Regions from separate parts of the Mus musculus genome. Here region 2 is linked to region 1. The links are chromatin contacts, called in public HiChIP or PLAC-seq maps. All regions are on one chromosome and are shown on one strand. The core of a region is the stretch at or near the end of the contact, and the rest is flanking DNA. Distances in the headings are between cores, read along the strand shown. Region 1 overlaps Kif1b (kinesin family member 1B). Region 2 has its middle 3.7 kb from the start of Rbp7.

What was found. HiChIP or PLAC-seq counts read pairs in DNA pulled down with a chosen protein or histone mark.
Region 2: an HNF4G HiChIP or PLAC-seq map of pancreatic cancer cells shows a contact between it and region 1. The contact joins two enhancer-like sites. A contact is called at or near these places in 2 of 39 promoter capture datasets (liver and neural stem cells), 3 of 115 datasets of contacts at active chromatin or transcription factors (bone marrow-derived dendritic cells, microglia and pancreatic cancer cells) and 2 of 9 other capture datasets (adipose tissue and embryonic stem cells).

What each region holds. Positions count from the first base shown.
Region 1 is chr4:149,214,184-149,219,351 of GRCm38.p6, reverse strand. Kif1b (kinesin family member 1B) reads left to right here. Exons shown (of 49, transcript NM_001290995.1): 28 at 4,327-4,445. Among named protein-coding and RNA genes, the nearest start is that of Pgd, 50 kb to the right of the region's middle. Within about 2 kb of position 2,396, at least 37 of the 459 cell types and tissues checked have an H3K27ac peak or open chromatin away from gene starts, as enhancers often do. A contact at or near this core is called in pancreatic cancer cells, where this site is marked.
Region 2 is chr4:149,456,056-149,461,223 of GRCm38.p6, reverse strand. It overlaps a transcript of Rbp7 not described here and the pseudogene Trmt112-ps2. Among named protein-coding and RNA genes, the nearest start is that of Rbp7, 3.7 kb to the right of the region's middle. Within about 2 kb of position 3,188, at least 35 of the 459 cell types and tissues checked have an H3K27ac peak or open chromatin away from gene starts, as enhancers often do. A contact at or near this core is called in pancreatic cancer cells, where this site is marked.

The DNA of each region.
Region 1 (5,168 bases), core at 1,147-3,646:
AAGTATGTACAAATGGTGCTTCATTTTCTAGATTTCTGTGTCCCTCAATGTATTTCCATTCTATTCTATTCTTTTTTTTTTTTTTTTTTTTTTTGGTTTTTCAAGACATGGTTTCTCTTTGTAGCCTTGGCTGTCCTGGAACTTACTCTGTAGACCATGCTGGCCTTGAACTCAGAAATCTGCCTGCCTCTGCCTCCCAAGTGCTGGGATTAAAGGCATGTGCCGCCACTGCCCGGCTTTCCATTCTATTCTAAGGTGGCAGTTAGTCATGTCTGTCTGCCGTCTTCTACAGCACCACAGTGTGAGGAGTAGATGATGTCATCTTATGTGGCCTGGTCAGGAGAATCTTGACACAGTGGGTCCTGACATCTCTGTTGCTAACTCAGGACAAGCAACTCAAATGAGTTGGGGGAGGGAAGAAGGGTCTTAAGAAATCCTTTTTCCCTTCATCATTTATATTCTGTTACCCATACTAGCAAAATGAATGTAGCCATTAATACTTCTGCTTAGGACCAGGCATAGTGGCACATGACAGAGGCGGGCAGATTCCTATTCAAACTCCTGGTCTACATAGTGAGTTCCAGAAGAGCCAGAGCTACATAGTGAGAAAAAAAAAAAAGACTCCGTCTTGGGAGCATTTGCATCTTAGGTCAGCTTTGTGAAAGCGCTGAGGCAGACTCCTCCCCAATGGGGCCACTCACTAGGTTGAAGGACGTGTGGACTTTTGCGGAGCTATGGCCTCAGGAGTTGACTTTTCTGTTTGGATTTCTGGGTTCTAGAACTAACACTGTCTTTCAAAAAGGGGCTTGAGGTTTGGTGATGTGGCTGGAGAGAAGTCAGTGCTGATTTCCTATCACCACACAAGATACTGGGAGAAGGTGAGGTAACAGCAGTGAGTAAAGGGAAGAAGAGTTCTCCGTTTTTGCCCTCAGCCATATTTCTCCAGAAGAGCAGCAGCATTCAGCGGTGCAGTGGTGATGGCTGTGATGGGCGGTGCTGTGTTAGCGGGGTACCTCCTGTTCCTGTAATTCCCGCTGTGTTAGCGGGGTAACCCCTGGCCCTGTAATTCCCGCTATCAGCGATCCATATTGGCATACAACTATGATTCACTTATAAAAATTTGCATGTTTCCTTTGAATTCCATTTATAGGTTTGCTTCTTGGCCACGGCTGCCTCTGGTGAATCTTTGTATCGAGAGTAAAAGAGCTTGTCCCTTTAGCCACTCTCTATGGCATGCTGGGATGTTATGATCCATCATCATAACTTGGGATGAAATGTAAAATGTGTGTTAGTCTCTGGGCCAGAGGGGGCAGAGAATGGTTAGTCTGTGACCGTCCTCAGTACCTACATTGACCTCTTTTCCTCGAGTGTCACTATAATCATGCTGACTTTCTTTATGTTGACAAATTAGTTTTTCTTACTGATGTAACTTCACATCATTTTCTGCTAATGTATCTTTTCCATCTTCCCTCCTCTCATCCCGGTTCTCCTTCAGTCTGCTAGGTCAAAGTATAAGGATGTTCCCTACAGAGTTAATCATGATGCTCTCGTGTAAAAGCTGCACAGGAGATGCTAGATACAGCGTTGGGCTAAAGGCTGTATTCTGTTAACACGACAAAGAACTGTCTAGTGAGTGCGTCCATGCATCACAGGCCGGGTGCCTCTGCCTTGCCATAGACTCGTCCCTAAAGTTGGAAGTGTCCAGTAATGCCTTCAGTGCTGCTGGGTATGGGAAGCCTTTGCCATGGGTAGCAGGCTTCCTCCCCTTTAGTGTGCGGTCCAGCATTATTTGTATGATGATATGATGATATGCCTGTGGATGTGTGTTCTTAAAAACTCATAATCCTTGGGCTGATGGCACTGCCTGACCTGTCAAGGTCCTGCAAAACATAGGCATAACAGTGCTTTTATTTTCCCTGATAATTATACTTAACATAGTAAAATTAAGGAATGGCAGAAATGCTAAGTGCTCGGTGTAGTTAATTTCCATCATAACTTTACTCTTGAAAAATCATCCTAGTGTAAAGTTAGATGGCTTGCTTTCCGTCCCTTGCAGGACCTATTTTTCTGAAAAGCCTTCCACTTCTGTGTAAAGATAAAGGACAAGTAACAGGTCACATTCCTGGTTTCTAATTGCATACATATTCACTTACCAAACATTTATTGAGTGTATTTACTGTAAGCCACGCCCTCTGCAGATGGGTAAGCAAAACCAGAGATGGTTCACGTCCTCCCAGTCTTAGTCTGGCGAGTGATGAAGATACCAAGAAATAATCACACAAGTGCACACTGCACCACTGTGGAAACAGAGCTGTGTGAGCCACAGTGTTGGGAGGATCTCCAGTGAGATCAGAGCCCGGGCAGAGAGAGCATCAGTGCTGAGAGGACTACAGGGCTCTTACTGGTCCAGTCACTGAAAGGGTGGCTCTGACTGGATGCCCCTGAGGCAGGGGAGTGCCCTCTGTGTGTGTTGACTTTGGAAGTGAAATCAGCCATTTGGTTCCATATGCCTAATTCTTAGTTTTTTAAACTCAGTCACAGTAGTGGTGTTTGACCCTGCTTGTAATCCTCTCTAGATTACATGTTCATGCATAAGTTTCTGTTGAACCGAAGTTTAACCCTCTGTGTTACCATTCCCTCCCTTGCTTTGGAGCAGACTGAAAGGGAATTGCACACCATGATACTATTTCCTGTTCATTTGCAGCTATTTTTGTTCGCTTATCATTCATACTTCATTTGTGTTCCTAAATGTTATTACTGTGATGCGTTTTACCCATTTTGTAATTGCTTTTGTTGTTTTGAGTTGAAATCCCAGGCTTTTACTCCTTCATTCTTCTCTCCTTGTAACATAAATACATGTTAGGACAGGAATGCAGCAAACAGCTGTGTGTCTGGGTTAGATATGTTAAATTTCCTGGTGTGGTATTTTCTCTTTGTCTTTTTTTTTTTTTAATGTACAAAAATCAGCATATACCAAGTGAGAAACCAGGGGAACAGTAGGAATTAAATTCCACTTTTCTACCATTGAAACAAGAGCACTTAAGATCTGTGACTACTTAGTTCTAACTGCTTTAAAACACATGAATAAGGCAGATGAGAGAGCTCAGTTTTGACGTCATTTCCTACCATGTCAACCACCTGGCTTTGGTGCATGTGACTCACATGGTAGAAAGAAAGTACAGACCTTTCCACGGCTGTTTTCCATCCTCCACGCTCTGTGTGCACATTATCCCCTCACCTGCAAAACACACGCGCGTGCATATGCGCGGGCACACACACACACACACACACACAGAAGCAGACACATGCACGCACACATGTATATACAGTTGAGTAAGAGCATATTAAATTAAAAAAAAAAGAATTTCTACAAATTAATGAACCTTTTAAAAGCACAAACATGGTAGGACTTGTCTAGTTTGTTAGAAATATATCAAGTGTCAGCCAGGTCTGGTATCTCAGGCCTGTAATCTCAGTTAGTAGGAAAGCTAAGACAGAAGGATTGAGAATTTAAAGCTTGCCTAAGCCACGGAGTGAACTCAAAGCCAGCCTGAGTAATTTAGTGAGACCCTGTCTCATTAGAAGGGCTGGGTTTGTAGCTGAGTGTTGAGGACTTATATAGCTAAGTGTGAGACTCCAAGTCTCTCCCCCTAGGGCCCCAGAGAAGGAAATAAAAGGAGGCAGGAGAGACCTGTCAATTCCCTTTTGTTTATGATTTTGGTTTGAGGATCAAAGGCCAACTCTACAGGGCCAGCTGAGTCATCTTAGGATTTATCTTAATTCCCGTTCAGTCTCCAGCAAACTCACTTCACAGACACATCTGGCCACACAGGCTTTCTGCCTTCGTGGCTGGTTCTCACCTTTAATAGTCCTTTAAGTCAAACAAGACTCATAGTGCTGGGATGTAAAGTCCATTTTAGTGCTAGTAACCACTTCACTCACACTTCCCTGCCCTCACCTCCTGGTTTCTGTTGTGTGTGCGCCAGATCTCTTGGCGCATCTTCACTTCTGAAGAGTAAGCTCTTCAGTGGGCTCCCCTGTCCTGGGCGGTGCCCACAGCACGCGAGCCTTCACTTTACTCGTCACTCTTCTTCCAGTGGGGCAGCTTTTTGTAGAGTGATTTGGTCTTTGTCAGCTGCTCTGCCATGCTTTTTGCACTAGCTTTTGTATTGATTATGTATTGAAAACACACCTGGAAGCAATTCAAGAGATCAGAATTCAGAGGTGACCTTAAAAGGCCCAGAAGCCAGTTGAGTTTGGGGAGGCAGAAAGCCCTCCGCCTCCTCCTCAGATTTGCTGATGCTTGTCTCTGGGTTCTGTCTACAGGGCATTTGTGTACTTGAGCAACCTGCTGTATCCGGTGCCCCTGATTCACAGGGTGGCCATTGTCAGTGAGAAGGGGGAAGTCCGGGGATTTCTTCGTGTGGCTGTGCAGGCCATTGCAGGTGAGTTAGAAAAAGATGATCAAAGCCGGGCATGGTAGTGCACGCCTTTAATCCCAGCACTCGGGAGGCAGAGGCAGGTGGATTTCTGAGTTCCAGGCCAGCCTGGTCTACAGAGTGAGTTCCAGGACAGCCAGGGCTACACAGAGAAACCCTGTCTCAAACAAAACAAAACAAACAAAAAAAAAAAGAAAGAAAAGAAAAAGCAGGCTAAGGGTTGGAGTGATGACTCAGCAGTTAAGAGTACTGGCTGCTCTTACAGAAGACTCAGGTTCAATTCCCAGCATCCACATGGCAGCTCACAACTGTGTAACTCCAATTCCAGGAGATCTGACTCCCTCACACAGACACATATGCAGGCAAAACACCAATGCACATTTAAAAAAAAAAAAAACAAAAGAAAGAAAAAGAAAAAAGGCAAGCTAGCTTCTTGATGCAGGTGACACTTCAGTCGCATATGTAGGTGGGGGTATGCTTGTTCAGCTTGGGGAGGCTGCCATTAGCTTCCTTTCTGTTAGCTTTACCCCCCTCCCCAGCACTCAAGTGTCACTTCAGTGGGGGATATTGCTGTATCGGGGAAACTGGTGGGTAACATAAATAACTCTTGGATTGACTTGGTAGAAGCGACGAGCAGTTTAGACAGGCGTAGCGGATTGTGTTGTTTGACGCCAAGCTGAGCGCCAGAGTAAGCCCCTCCCCCCACGCGTACTTCCATTCAGTCCTTGC
Region 2 (5,168 bases), core at 1,939-4,438, 240 kb before region 1:
TACTCAGAGACCGTGCCTGGCTTTCTCTTCGAATCTGTTTTGCTTTGAGACAGGGCCTCTAGCGCTGGAAGCTCTTGAACTCCCTATGTAGCTGAGGACAACCTTGAACTTGGGATCCTCCGGCCTCTGCCGCTGAGTGCTGGGACCGCAGGCATGCGATTACAGCCAGGTTGGGTTAGGCAATGCTAAGGATAGAGCCTGGGATTTCATGCATGCTGGGCAAGCACTCTAGCAACCGAGCTTCAGCCCCAGCCATCGATTGTCCTTTGACTAGCATCCCATGTGTACCACTTCCTATTGATACTTCTAAGTGAGAGGGTGCTGGAGTCTCACTTGTACGCTGAAAGAATTATACTGAAGACTACGAGGAAAGAGGACATGAGAAACAAAGACCAGGAAGAAAGAGGACTTTATAAAGAGGCTTACAAGACAGGGCCTGGCGAAACAGCTCAGCAGTTAAGAGCACTGATTACTCTTCCAAGAAGTCCTGAGTTCAATTCCCAGTAGCCAGGTGGTGGCTTGTAACCATCTATAATGAGATCTGGTGCCCTCTTCTGGCCTGCAGGCATACATGCAAGCAGACTGCTGCATTCATAATACATAAATCTTTTTTTTTTTAAGATTTATTTATTTATATGTAAGTACACTGTAGCTGTCTTCAGACACTCCAGAAGAGGGAGTCAGATCTCATTACAGATGGTTGTAAGCCACCATGTGGTTGCTGGGATTTGAACTCCAGACCTTCAAAAGAGCAGTCTGGAAGAACAGTCGGGTGCTCTTACCCACTGAGCCATCTCACCAGCCCCATAAATCTTTAAAAAAAGAAAAAAGAAAGAAAGAAAAAAAAAAACAACCAAAACAAACAAAAAAGCGGGGCGTGGTGGCACATGGCTTTAATCCCAGCACTCGGGAGGCAGAAGCAGGCGGATTTCTGAGTTCCAGGCCAGCCTGGTTTATAGAATGAGTTCCAGGACAGCCAGGGCTACACAGAGAAACCCTGTCTCAAAAAAAAAAAAAAAAAAAAAAAAAAAACAAAAAACAAAAACAAAAAAAAAATCTTGGGGCTGGAGAGATGGCTCAAGAGGTTAAGAGCACTGACTGTTCTTCAAAAGGTCCTGAGTTCAAATCCCAGCAACCACATGGTGGCTCACAACCATCTGAGATCTAACACCCTCTTCCCATGTATCAGAAGACAGCTACAGTGTACTTACATATAATGATAAATCTTTTTTTATAAAAAGAATCTTAGGGGCTGGTGAGATGGCTCAGTGATTAAGAGCACCAACTGCTCTCCCGAAGGTCCCAAGTTCAAATCCCAGCAACCACATGGTGGCTCACAAACCATCTGTAACGAAATCTGATGCCCTCTTCTAGAGTATCTGAGGACAGCTACAGTGTACTTACATATAATAAATAAATAAATCTTTAAAAAAAAAAAACAAAAGAATCTTAGGGCATGAGTAAGATTTAGACCAGTGGTTCTCAACCTTCCTACTGCTGCTACCCTTTAATACAGTTCCTCATGCTGTGGTGACCCCAACCATAAAATTATTTTCATTGTTACGTCATTACTACAATTTTGCTACTGTTATGACTCATAATATAAATATCTGTATTCTCCAATGGTCTTAGGCAACCCCTATGAAAGGGTTATTCAATCTTTATAGGGGCTGTGCAACCCACAGGTTTAAAAACTGCTGATCTAGAGAGTTCCTATAGGACACTGTACTTGTAGTCAGCAATAATATGTTGGGCACTTAAAATTTACACAGCCATAAGTGCTGGTGCATGCTTATCATCCCAGTAGTTCCAAGGATTACAAGTTCAAGGCTAGCCTGGACTGCTTGACACCTTGACTTAGTCATAAAATAATTCACTAGGGGCTAGGTCTTGTGCAATTTGTTCTTGCCACCAAAAATAACACAGAAAGCCCACAAAAGAAACGGGTTTTCTCCATTTAGGCTGCCTCTGCGGTGAGGAAGCGCTAACTTCATGAGAAAGCAGTGTGCTCCCTGAATGCTCCCTGAGTGCTCCCCAGGTGCTCCCCTGAGGTCTCTCCTAAGTAGTGTGGCCAAGCAAGATTGAGGGGCTCAAGGCTCTTTGTGTTGGTTCAAACTTTGTCACAACCAACAAGTTTTACAGGGGTGCCACTCAAAGTGGCAGCGTCCCCAAAACCGAGCTCATGTGTTCCCAGCCACCGTGATGCTGTTGAGAGAGCAGTATTTGCGGAGTAGCTTTTGTTCAGCTTCCTCTTTGTGCATCCGCAACAAGTTAAGTCAGACCTGCAAAAGAATTTCACCCTGCTGTAGGTCGTAGCCAAAGGCAAGACAGTTGCTGGAGGAGACAATACCTGGATTTTATGTGCTGTCTGTGTCAGATTTTTCTACTGTAGGACGCTCAACCCCGACTGGCCTGAACAAGAAAGCCCTTTGTATTCAGAAGCAGAGATGTAGGGCAGGATCCAGGGCTGGTGTGAATGAATCCCCAGAGTTATCACGGTCCCTGCCAGTCAGGGTGTCCTAATTCTGTGCCTGGTGAGCTGCAGGGGAGTGACCAGGGCTCTGGGCACAGAGAGTGAGTCATATGCTTCAGAAGTGGAGAGAGGCTGGGTCCCCACCAGCTCTTCCTTCAAATCAGACATCTTTCCTGTGACCCATTATCATTCGAGATTTCATGTCCTTAATTAAAACCAATTCTTGGTACAGGAGATGAGGTTGCAGAGATGGGGTTAGCCTTGAACTCGTTTGGGGCTATCTAAGGAATCGAAAGATACTCCTTGCCTTGGTGGTATCGTCTCCTGACAGCAGGAGGGGAGGGAGGGGTGATGGGAAGATCACCTTCTTGCTCCCAGGTCCTTCTTGGATCAGCATCAAACCCCATCAAGTGAGAGAGAGTTCCCACCCATGTGACCTCGTCATTTCCTGTCCAGTGTCTGTTGAGGAGGAGTTCTACACATAGGTTCAGAGCCTCGCCTTTGTCTAGAAGTTTATAGTTGAGTTCCTAGTGTTAAGCACAGGGTATGGAGGCAAATACCGTCCTTCTTTCCTCTCCTCTCCTTTGCAGTGATAGTTTCTGATCCTGCCTAGAGGGAAACTCTTGGAACTGACCAGGAGGAAGGTGATTCCGGAGCCTATGATTCAGTCAAAGCTCCGTCCCCTTCAGCAGCAGTCCAGTCCAGTCTTGAATAGGTGGCCTTTACTCAAGCTGGCCCGAAGCCAGGGCAACTGGCACAAAGGCTAAGAGTATTATTAGTTACTTCTGTGCCTTTCATTTTTAGGCCAGGCTTTAGAACAATATGATCCTTAAGGTTAGGAAGTAGCTACTGTTCTTTTTTTTTTTTTTTTTTTTTTTGGTTTTGAACCTTTAATGAGAAAAAAAAATATACTATGGAGCTCAAGTACACGGTGGTCGGTGAGTCACTGGGGGGAGTTTGGGGGTCACACATGACACGTCTATTTAACAGACCGTACAACAGAAACACACAGTCAACAAAATACCAAAGTGGCGGCTAGCAAGGTTACGTCTCAGTCTCCTCATCATTCAACAGCATATTGGGGATCCCGCGGCTGATGGGGAAAAGACGACCAGATTCTGGGCATTGCAGGGTGCCCTCCAGTACATCAACCTCAAGCAACACGTGGTGCATCTTCCTCAAAAATGTCTCGTCGTGCTCATAGCCTTCAGTCGGCTCTTTGGGTACCTCGGCCAAGTTTAAGGTGTCCGCTGCCTGCACAAGCGCCGCCCACTCCACTTTGGGGATCATCCGCGCCACGAACTCCGGGTTGAACTCCACGGGGTTGATGCGGACCTCAGTGGCCTGCAGGCGCAGCGGGAAGCCACGCGTGCCCACGCCCCGCACATGGGAGCTTAGGAGATTGTGGGTGAGCAGTTTCATGTTGTCACAGCGGAGCGCGTGAGGCCGGAACCGGAAGGCGTAGCTACTGTTCTTTATGCGTCCTGTTCCAGACTCCAGAAATTTGGGCAGAGTTCACAGTTATGGATCCCTCAAAGGTCAAGGAATGTCTATGCCATTTGGTGTAAGAGATTCAAACGCTCTTTCTGAGCAAGTTGATCCCACCTTGGCTTCTCAATACAAAGGGCATTTCTCCCTTGGAAAAGGTCACATTCAGTCAGTCAGTCAGTCAGTCAGTCAGTCAGTCAAGCATTTATTGAGCATTTGCTGGGCAGAGTGCAAGACCCGGGGACACTGTCATGGTAAATGACGTGAACCCACAGTCATGCCTTTCAGTCAACAAACAGGGAAATGGACGAGGCATGGACTAGGAGAGGGAGAGGGAGATGGAGACAGAGAGGGAGAAGACATAAAACATATGCAAATTATAAACAGGTTTTTGGGGTTTTTTTGTTTTTTGTTTTTTTGTTTGTTTGATTGATTTGGTTTTATTTGGTTTTTCAAAACAGGATTTCTCTGTGCAGTTCTGGTCATCCCGGAACTCATTCTGTAGATCAGGCTGGCCTTGAACTCAGAAATCTGCCTGCTTCTTCCTCCTGAGTGCTAGGATCAAAGATATGTGCCACAACAGCCAACCTGAAAAAAAAAAGTTAACAAAGTTGTGAGTTTTTGTCAGTGCTAGCTGTGTCACCATGGGTGTCCATGATGCCTGTTAACTGATGTGGAAGGACCCTGTACCGTTGGCAGAGTTTAGGTCTTGGAGTGTGTGACAGGAGACATGAGTGGGCCCAGCACAGGCAGGCATTTCTGCTTTTGACTGTGGATGTCTGATAGCTTCACGTGCCTGTGACCCTGGCTTCCCTGCAAGGCTGGACCATAACTTGGAATGGTGAGTTAAAACAATCCCTTCCCCGATAAGTGGCTTTTGTATGAGTATTTCATCACAGCAACAGGTAACAAAACTAAGACCCACCCGCTTGCTTTTACGGTGCAGACACAGAGCCCAGGGCCTCAGTGCAAGCTCTCTGTCACTGAGCTGCGTCTCCAGCCTGGTTTCCAGTTTCCTTCTTTTGAATTTTGAAAGGTTTAGGACTCTGGTGGAAGTGATGTCACCTAACTTCTGAGATCGCTTTGTAGGACACAGGGCAGCACCTTTGTGGTTCTCTTGGGACTCTTAGAGAACTCAACCTCCATGCTATCTGGGATCCCTAACAGTCCATAAAGAGCCTATAGCTTACCAGACCCAGCCCTCAGC